Linked DNA regions of Mus musculus: region 1 is linked to region 2. The links are chromatin contacts, called in public Hi-C maps. All regions are on one chromosome and are shown on one strand. The core of a region is the stretch at or near the end of the contact, and the rest is flanking DNA. Distances in the headings are between cores, read along the strand shown. Region 1 holds the start of Tacstd2 (tumor-associated calcium signal transducer 2). Region 2 overlaps Gng12 (guanine nucleotide binding protein (G protein), gamma 12).

The links. A called contact is a pair of places that touch in the nucleus more often than the background predicts.
Region 1: a contact with region 2 is called in a Hi-C map of erythroblasts, with 4 times the contacts expected there. The contact joins the promoter of Tacstd2 here to the enhancer-like site in region 2. A contact is called at or near these places in 7 of 39 promoter capture datasets (cranial neural crest, embryonic stem cells, hippocampal neurons and 3 more) and 4 of 484 Hi-C or Micro-C datasets (cardiomyocytes, embryonic stem cells, erythroblasts and 1 more).

The regions. Positions count from the first base shown.
Region 1 is chr6:67,532,419-67,537,317 of GRCm38.p6, reverse strand. Tacstd2 (tumor-associated calcium signal transducer 2) reads left to right here and starts at 1,496. Exons shown (of 1, transcript NM_020047.3): 1 at 1,496-3,259. The coding sequence starts at 1,612. The coding sequence ends at 2,565.
Region 2 is chr6:66,952,639-66,957,604 of GRCm38.p6, reverse strand. The region is part of intron 3 of Gng12 (guanine nucleotide binding protein (G protein), gamma 12); the gene reads right to left. Among named protein-coding and RNA genes, the nearest start is that of 4930597O21Rik, 31 kb to the right of the region's middle. Within about 2 kb of position 3,379, at least 102 of the 459 cell types and tissues checked have an H3K27ac peak or open chromatin away from gene starts, as enhancers often do. A contact at or near this core is called in erythroblasts, granulocyte-monocyte progenitors and pre-B cells, where this site is marked.

The DNA.
Region 1 (4,899 bases), core at 247-2,746, 580 kb before region 2:
GAGAAGTTTGCAGGGATACAATGATGATGGCAGTAACTATGACAGCAGTTGGCACTGTGCACCAGTTCATAAAATATGAACTCTGTTCTTAGAGCCAAGATGTCTCCTTACCTGTACATACACACACACACACAGAGAGAGAGAGAGAGAGAGAGAGAGAGAGAGAGAGAGAGAGAGAGAGAGAGTATTCTCAACAAAAAAGAAGATGTGCACACATTTGTGCTTTAGATCTTTCTCTGAGGCAAGGTGGGTGGAAGCTGGACAGGATAAGCTAGTTGTTCAAGAGACAGTGGGGGTAGAAATCAGAGGTGTGTACCGAGATCTCCTACTGCTATTGGGTAAGCATTTGTCCCTCGTGTCTCGACTTCCTCTGTCTGTAAAGACAAAATAATATGTTTGTATCTGTCTGCCTCAGGAATTGCTTGAAAATTAATGGTGCAGAGAGGCCCAACTGGCTACCATGAGTCAAATGACACCCTTGTTCAGTATTCTAGTGGCGTACATTAAATGCTGATATATATAAAATGTATTTTGAAGGTGGGCCTGGAAATAATTATAGTTTGTTAATTATTGTTAATTTTACCACAGCTTTGAGCGGTGGACTTTCTCTAGATTCTAAAAGAGAGTGTCGCTCCTTCATCCTATTAAAGAAGCACAGTTTCTCACAGGCTCCCTTCTCTCGTTATATCATTCAATACAGGGAAAGAAAATAAAAAATTGCCTCTCTTAGAATCAAATTGTACATCTCTCCTAGTGGACTGGCTTACTCTACAATTTTTTTTCTTTTCATTTATCTTACACAAGTACAGGCATATGCATTGTTCAATAGGACTTTTCATATGTGGCACACCATGACAACTGGATTGTGCTGTGCAGGTGATGTAGCAATAGAATTGTTTTAACTAGCCTGTCTTCAGATGCTGCAACATTTTGTTTTTGTAAATACTCATTTATAGTTCTTAAAGCCAAGCAGAAAGCCCAGGGAGAATCCTGGGAAATCAGTGGCTGGGTGACTTCAGGTCTCCCTGCCTCAGCTGCACCATCTCACCTAGAATAGGGTTTACAGACAAAGGCATGTGATCAGGTTTATGTCAGTGAACTGTTTAACTGTGTTATAAGGTGTTCTGGAGCAAGAAGAGAGGGAAGGAACGAAACTGAAGATAGGAGTTGAGAGAAAAAGAAGGTACGGGATTATGGGGTCTGGAATTGTAGGGACGTGAGAGTCGGGAGCTGGGCCTCTGGAGAAACTCCTGAGGTGCACTAGGAAAGGTGGGACGCCCTGGTTCTGAGCTATGAGGAGGGGTGCGGCCAGGTAAGTACTGGTTTCCTCTATGGGGTTTTGGTCAGCAGATGGCAGGAGCAATCTCCCCTGCCTGATTCTATCTCAGGCAGCTCAGGGCTGCCGGCTTCTTCCGCGGGACCTGGGAATAGGGAGCGCCACCCAAATTCCATTGAGTGAGTCACTAGCTAACCAGTCCTACAGGTACAGGAGCTTATAAGAGCTGGAGGGAAAAGCCCGGCAGGAGTCGCCTGCAGTGTCCTACCCAGCCTGATCCTTCAGAATCCCTGCCTCTGGTCTGTAGTTGGAGGTCCATTCTACTCCACCCCACCATGGCGAGGGGCTTGGATCTAGCACCGCTGCTACTGCTACTGCTGGCGATGGCGACCCGCTTTTGCACGGCTCAGAGCAACTGTACATGCCCCACCAACAAGATGACGGTCTGCGACACAAATGGCCCAGGCGGGGTCTGCCAATGTCGGGCAATGGGCTCACAGGTATTGGTCGACTGCTCCACGCTAACTTCCAAGTGCCTGCTGCTCAAGGCGCGCATGAGCGCCCGGAAGAGCGGCCGCAGCCTGGTGATGCCGAGCGAGCACGCGATACTGGACAACGATGGCCTCTACGACCCGGAGTGTGACGACAAGGGCCGCTTCAAGGCGCGCCAGTGCAACCAGACCTCGGTGTGCTGGTGCGTAAACTCGGTGGGCGTGCGCCGCACGGACAAGGGAGACCAAAGCCTGCGCTGCGACGAAGTGGTGCGAACCCACCACATCCTCATTGAGTTGCGCCACCGCCCGACCGACCGAGCCTTCAACCACTCTGACCTAGACTCCGAGCTGCGGCGGCTCTTCCAAGAACGCTACAAGCTGCACCCCAGCTTCCTATCCGCGGTACACTATGAGGAGCCCACCATTCAGATAGAGCTTCGGCAGAACGCGTCGCAGAAGGGCTTGAGAGACGTGGACATCGCTGATGCCGCCTACTACTTCGAAAGGGACATTAAAGGCGAGTCACTGTTCATGGGCCGCCGCGGCCTGGACGTGCAGGTGCGTGGGGAACCCCTGCATGTGGAGCGGACGCTCATCTACTACCTGGACGAGAAGCCCCCCCAGTTCTCCATGAAGCGCCTCACCGCCGGCGTCATTGCCGTCATCGCTGTCGTCTCGGTAGCGGTAGTGGCTGGTGTGGTGGTCTTGGTGGTCACCAAACGGAGGAAGTCGGGCAAATACAAAAAGGTGGAGCTTAAGGAGCTGGGGGAGATGAGAAGCGAACCTAGCTTGTAGGTTTCCTGTAGGATGCCCCGACTTCCTCGGCACCTCAGACCAGATGGGTTGGCCTGTTAATTCTCAGTCAGGAGGTAATTTTCCTCCCAGCTTTGACCTCTTCCTTCTCTCTCCACAAACAAGTTCTCTAGATGCTGAGCTCAGGTCACCTCCCTCGCCCTTGGTTTTTTAAGGACGCATTTCTGAAATTCCTTGTCTAGTCACTGGAAACCTGACCGGGAGAGTTAAGCAAAGGCTAGATAGCTTGGTTAAGAAGCTAGTGCCAGGCAGCCCACTTGTTTCCCAGCGACTTGAATCTACCCAAAGACTTAAACGGTTTGAAATGGGAAAGCGGCGATTTGGCTATCCGGGTTGTTGGTGACCCATTCGCTCCCTGCCTCCCAACCTTCAGGAAAGGAAGAGCAGTTCACTCACTAATTGATCCTGCGCAGTGTTCATCTGCCATCGTTTGTATAAGAAAAGGCATTTCCAACGTCTGAAGTCATTTTCAATGTCTTTGTTGGACTGCATCTATTTTTCTGCTTGTCCTTGATGTAGCTGATCCTAGAGAGTTCTCTTTTGTAAAATGTTTGTACAGATGTGTCTTTGATAATGCTGCTGTTTTTTAAAACAACAACTCGAGTTTAATAAAATATGGGAAAGGCACACCTAAAAAGATAGGCTGTGTGAAAAATCCCTCCAGATTTATATCATTTTATTGTTCTCCTTTGTCTAATGCTTGAATTTTATATTTTAAATTCTAATGCTTCCTTCCTTGTGAAATCCTAACATTTACTGTTGATACTCTGGTGTTTCCTAGAGACTGGGCTAGTGTGCTTGCCTCGCATCTGACCCGGCCCTCGGTCCCATCCTCAGCAGTGGGTAGAGGGAAAAATGTAAACTTTGAGGTTGCTGTTCCTTTGAAGGAAGTTGCTAAAACTAACCGCCTTCAGATCTGAACAGGAGTGGGAGATGGACGCAGCCTTTGCCTGCTTATTAACAGGCACACCTTCCTTTGTGGGTTTTAAACCACGTGAAGGCGCAAAGCCCACCCCCACCCCCCACCCCCAGCAGTCCTAGGATATAAATGACTGGGCAACTTCAGGTCTCTGAGACTCATCTTCTGAAGAGTAGGAATGAGAGTCTGCTTTTCTTTTGTGAGGGCACACACTTTCTGGCGACAGATTGTATAAAGGCTTGCTATTGGGAGTTGGAGGAAGGGGGGAGGCAAAAGGGAGGAAAAACCTAAAGGTAGAAGTTGGGAGAATGAGAGAAGCATGGGAGAATGAGGTGGGGTAGCAGCTCTGGATACTTTCCTGAAATTCTAACATTTACTGCTAGTTCTCCAGTGTTTCCCAAGAGGTGAGAGGTGTAGTTGCCTAGCAATGGAAGCCGCGAGAGGTGGAGCCTAGGCGGGCAGGCGAGTATCGGTTTCCTCTCCTGGCTTTCGTTAGCCCAGAGGCGGGTGCAGTTTGATGTTATCGCACCGGGTGGGAGGCGGGGGCGGTACTCCACAGAGAGGGATGGCCACCCAAATTCCTTTGGGTGAGCTGCTGGAACCAGTCAGTCTGGTCTGGCAGAGAGTAAGGGCTAAAGGGAGCGGCCCAGCCACCGCAGTGTCCCAACACCTAGCCTGAGCCTGCTGTATCCCACGTCTGCACGGATCCCTCTGAGGCTAGGGCCCGGGTTCACTCTAGGACAGCGGATGCTAAATGTGATGCGTCGCTTCGCCTCCGCGCAGGACAGCGACACTTGCTCTGCCAACTAGATGGCAGACATGGGGGTTCCGCTTTGGTTTGGTACCCTATTTCTCCAGGCTAACCTCCACATTCTGCTCAAGTGCGCGACCAATCGAGGCTCCATTTCATAAGTGTTTTCTCGTAAGAGTCCTACTGTGATGTAGGAGGTGCTAGTCTCATTTAGCTGTTGGGCAATATTAATCTTGGTGGTGAGACTGTTAAGCAACTTCCCTAAACCCATATTTATGAGCACATCGGTCTTCTTGCCATTGGCTGTACAAGCCACTCACCAATTACATCAAGCTTAAAGCTTCCTGTTCCCTCACTTTTGCAAAGTCAAGTGTGCTGTTGTGGAACACTAACAAGTCATTACAATAGCTGGGAAGCTGATCTTCCACAATAATCTAGAGGCAAGGCTTTAGTTTCTCCCCCACAAAAATGCATCTCACGTCACACCTCTATGACAACCCAAATTGAGCCTCAGCCTAAAGTACCTTGCAGGTTAAGGGATGGCTGCCCTCAGCTGCCCATCTTCTGAACCTGGTGCTGTAGGTGTCTGGCATTCATGATTTAGTCTGGTAGGGGATGACTGATTGACTTCAAGCTTAAAACTTCC
Region 2 (4,966 bases), core at 2,130-4,629:
GCATTTATATAGGACTTGCATTGTATCTGACAGTAAAAGCAATCTACACAGGAGAGGGCCAGGTGTGTTGACACACATCTATAACCCTAGTATTTGGGAAGTCAAAGCATGAGCATTTTGAGGTCAAGCCAATTTGAGATATATATCAAGACTTGTCTCAAAAGTCAATAATGTACATATATGTACATTATTATGCAGGCACATACCATTTTATACAAAGCACTGCAGTATTAATGGCAGATTCCTAATGGTGGCTTTACTAGTGGGGACAGACATCTAAAAAGAGAGAAAGATACTGATGGCTGTGTGGACATGTGCATGTGCTCCTTCCATGACAGGAGTGGCAAGGAAGGTCAGGGTGAAGATGGGTGTTGAAAACGGAGATCAGCCAGTTCTAGGGACCCATCTAGTTCACCAGAAATTCTAGCTTCCCAGGACCCACTGTCACCTCTAGATGTCCTTAGAGGAAGAAGATGAAAGAAAAGAGAGGGGTTCCCTAAGAATTTGTCTTGGGTGAAACACAGCCCATCAACTTGTTCTGGATGAAGCCTGTTGGGGTCTCTAGAAGCCTGAGGCAAAAAAAAAAAAAAAAGTTGATGATACTCTCATCTTTTGCCTATATAAAAGCGAAATACTAAAGACAAAATATTTAAGAACTTCCTCAATAGTTATTAATGCCTCTGCCAAGTGTTTTAAAAGCTAACAATAACTTACAACATGTCCATTTTCTTTTAAGGAAAAACAGTCACAGAGAAGCACCTGCCCCGACATATGAATACTACAAGATCTCAGCAGTGCATGTATGTCCTCAGGCGCTGATGTGCACCCAAGGTTCTGGAGAGAGGAGGTTATGGAAAAAGCAAACACTAAAGCTATCACTAAACAGCACCACTGTGTCTGTCACTTGGGGGATGGAAGTACTGCAGTCGAACAAGGATAATGGGTGAGACTTTTCCTACAGATGCTCTCCATTTATAAAGCACACAATCAACGCTGAACAACTGGGCCATGGCACTGTCCCATCTCTTTAAATGATGAGATTACAGGCCTCTGCAACACTGGCTTATTTTGAATTCTTCTTTGAATACACAGAAAGTAGAGCTGTGGTAAGATTACTCCTTAATTTAATTGTAACTAGAATCTGCCCTCCCCCTCCCCCTCGGCATTTGCTAGTAGTAATACCAACAACTTAAAGTAAACTGATTTTGTTTTCAAGACTCTAGATATATGTATTCAGTTCACAGTTGAAAGTTCCTGTTTTCTGATTGATCACCTTTTTATCCTTGACAAATTCTTTTTAATGTTTGTTTTATTTTTTAAATTGTTCGTGAGTGCAGATACCTGCTAAGGCCAAAGGTTGGATCCCTTGGAGCTATAGTTCCCGGCAGGTATGGGCCACCTGGTATGGACAGTAGGAACTGAACTAAGGTCCCATGAAGAGCAGTGTATGCTCCTAATCACTGAGCCATCTTTACAGCCTCCTTGGTAAAGTCTTAAAGAGGGAGACGATGCACAACACTAGTGATAATTTGATGTGAACCACAGCAGTGGTAGGTTGTCCTAACTGTTCACTATTGTACTGGCTGGTTTTATGTGTCAACTTGACACAAACTGGAGTTATCAAAGGGAAAGGAACTTCAGTTGGGGAAATGCCTCCACGAGATCCAGCTGTAAGGCATTTTCTCAATTAGTGATCAAGTGGAGAGGGCCCCTTGTGGGTGGGACCATCTCTAGGCTGGTAGTCTTGGGTTCTATAAGAAATCAGGCTGAGTAAGCCAGGAGAGGCAAGCCAGTAAGTAACATCCCTCCATGGCCTCTGCATCAGCTCCTGTTTCCTTACCTGCTTGAGTTCCAGTCCTGACATTCTTTGGTGATCAACAGCAATGTGGAAAGTGTAAGCTGAATAAACCCTTTCCTCCCCAACTGCTTCTTGGTCATGTTTGTGCAGGAATAGAAACCTTGGCTAAGACAACTGTGTACTTAACAAATATGAAATGTCAATTTAATGGCGTCGTAACCATTTCACTCTTTACCACTATAAACGGGTGTCCAATTCTAAGCTTCTAATAATACTCTCAAGGCATGCAGAAGGAACATTCTATGCTTGGGATGGTCTGTGACAGTCATTCTCTAGTCCTCCTCCAGGGGGCGAGGAGAGCCAGTGTTGTACTGGAAAAGTCACCCTCACATTGATTTTCCCAAAGGGTTTTCCCCCCATCCCTTTTCTGCTTAGTACATCTCACTCAGACTGATGAGCAAAGTGCTTTAGCTCTTTTATGCAGAGAGAGGCAAGAGACACTTAAGGCCGAGAGAGATCGAGTACACGTCAGCACGTATCTGTACAGTCTTGCAGGCTGGATGGTTCTCCTAAGGCTTGGGTCACGGCTTCCAAGGCTCCTTTCTAAGGCCTCCTCGGTAGAGCTTTTGGTCAACCACAGATGCACGGGAGGCCTGAGAGTGAAGGCCTCCCTTCATGGGGTAGTGGTGGGACTTCATCATATCATACAAGTGCTTGGTGGCCACGAGTGACTCTGGCAGCAGTTCTCTGCAACCTGGGCTGTCTTCCCTTCTTTGGAAGAGTCAGGAGTCCTCACTGAACAACCAGGCTTAGCCCCTACCTCCTGCCAAGAGCCTGCTGTAGGCTGGGGGTTGAGTATGCTGATGACCACACAACAGGGCAAAGGGAAGGCCTGGAGGTGGGGCAGTCAGTCCTGCTACACTTACTTACACTCAGATCCAACTTTTGTAGGTTCTAAGTTTTACATTACCTTGAGAGTCTTCTTTAAACAAAGACTACAAAATTAAATCCAGTCCTGTTTATATATACTGAAGTCAGATGATCTGAAAGTTAGGGGATCATTACAAGTTTGAGTATAGTCTGGTCTACCGAGCAGACCCTGTGTCAAAAACAAAAAAACAAAACAAAAAAATAACCAAACAATGCAAAATTTGCCAGGTCTCTTGAGCTACAGGAATGGGAATGGTTGACTGCTGCCACCATAACTGAGACTCAGGAGGAAAATCACTGTCCTGGGCCCTGCTTGTGGACAAGGTTGAAAAGGCAGACAAGGTATGCCTATACATTTTTTCTTCTTCTAAGGCCACTCAGAGTAGACTACAGGTTTGTAAAAAGAAAAAAAAAGGTCTTATGACCTCAAGTGTAGGTTAGATACTCACTAAACGTTTGGTAACCAACCGTTTAAAGTGGTCTACTCTACGCCACAGACCCATCTACCGCTTCCCTTTTTGCAACTGCCTAGTCATATTTTATCTTCCAAATAAAGGAAGACTGTTGCTCAAAAGGTGTTGTCAGGACCAGCACAGGCATGGGTTTCTTGCTCATCTGGTTATTCATTCACCAGAAGAACACAGGCATGTGTTACAAAACAGACTACGAAACTAGCTCAGCCCAAACCAGTGCATACACTCCCTGTACGTACTACAGGACGACGAGACTGTAGCTCCATCTACTTTGGGCTGCCCAGGGTGGGGGTGGGGGACTGTTGGAGTGAGTGCCTGCCACATGAAAAGGCACCTTCCCGCTTAGCCTGTCTGTTCCTGTCTGCACTGGGCTATCAGCACATGGTTCCAAGTCCTGCTTTCCCCGTTCTTCCCAAGGGAAGTCACACGCTCTGCTTAGCTTCCTGTTGGCACCTGTTCTTTTACGGAAAGAAAGCAAAATAAACATCTGCACTTAGAGCAGTTATCTAATATGGCTGTAAATATGTATTTTCCTAATCCTTGTAAAAAAATATATACACAATCTGGTAGCAAAATCACTGTCTCATTTTAACAATGAAATGAGATCTAAAAAACGGAAAGCTGTTTAATTAGGTCAATGTGGCTGCTTTATATATGTACTAGTTTGGTAACTAAAAGCTTCTCAATTGCCAAATGTTCTTCCTCAAACAAAACAGACAGTAACTTTACACATAAAAGTGCCTTCGGGTTGCTGTTCATCGCTTGTCACAAGGAACAAAGCATTGTTCAAATGCATGTCCATTTGCATTTGATACCGCGACAGGAAACAACGGCCATCATAAGCGCAGTGCCAGTGTGCCGGTGCCCACTCCAAGCACTGTAAGCTTTCCTTTTCTTTCCATGACACTGGGTGCATTATCCCCATGAAAATGACCCGATCTAGGTTACATGGAGGAAGTTAATCCTTACTACCTAAGCTCTGAGTTCTCACACTATATGACTAATGAACTTCATAACACCGGCATTTTTTAAAAATAACACTATTGGTTAAGAGCACATTGTTCTTGCAAAGGCCTCCTACCTCCAAAGTTTGGAAGTTCACAGCCATATGTAACTTCAGGGAGATATGGTGCCTATGAACCTCTAAGGATACATGCACATATTGACAGACAGACAGACAGACACACACACACATACAAACACACACACAGGAGAATTTTAAAAGAAAATAATTTTTAAAAGGAGAGCTCTTTATACAAAAACCTTAGATTGTATACCTTTATGCCTCAAAATTTATTCACAAAATATTAAATGGAACCTAATAAAAGAATGACACTATTAATCTGTTCATATAAAAGACTGAGTCAAAAGATATAATTACTACTGTCCTTTTTCAAATTAAATTTATTATTTCTGCTATGTGTTATCATCATTTGTAAAGAGGATACAGACCAGCAGTATAAGAAATATCCCTGAGTAAGCTAGTAGCTATAGCTAACTTGGACTCTGACTGAAGACAAAAAGAGAAACCAAGAAATTTGTCTGAACATTTCAAATGCCACAGAAGTGATAAAGACCTAAGTCAAATGGTAGTCATTGCCCCAAAAGACCTGATAAAGTCATGCAGTGCTGCTGAGTACTGAGAATTGTAAAGCAATTAAATACTTGCCAAAATTGAGCTTTTTCTATTTGATTCAAGTTCCATTTTACAATTTTTTCACATGTTCTCTGTCTCATTTATTTGACAAATAAAATTGTATAAATT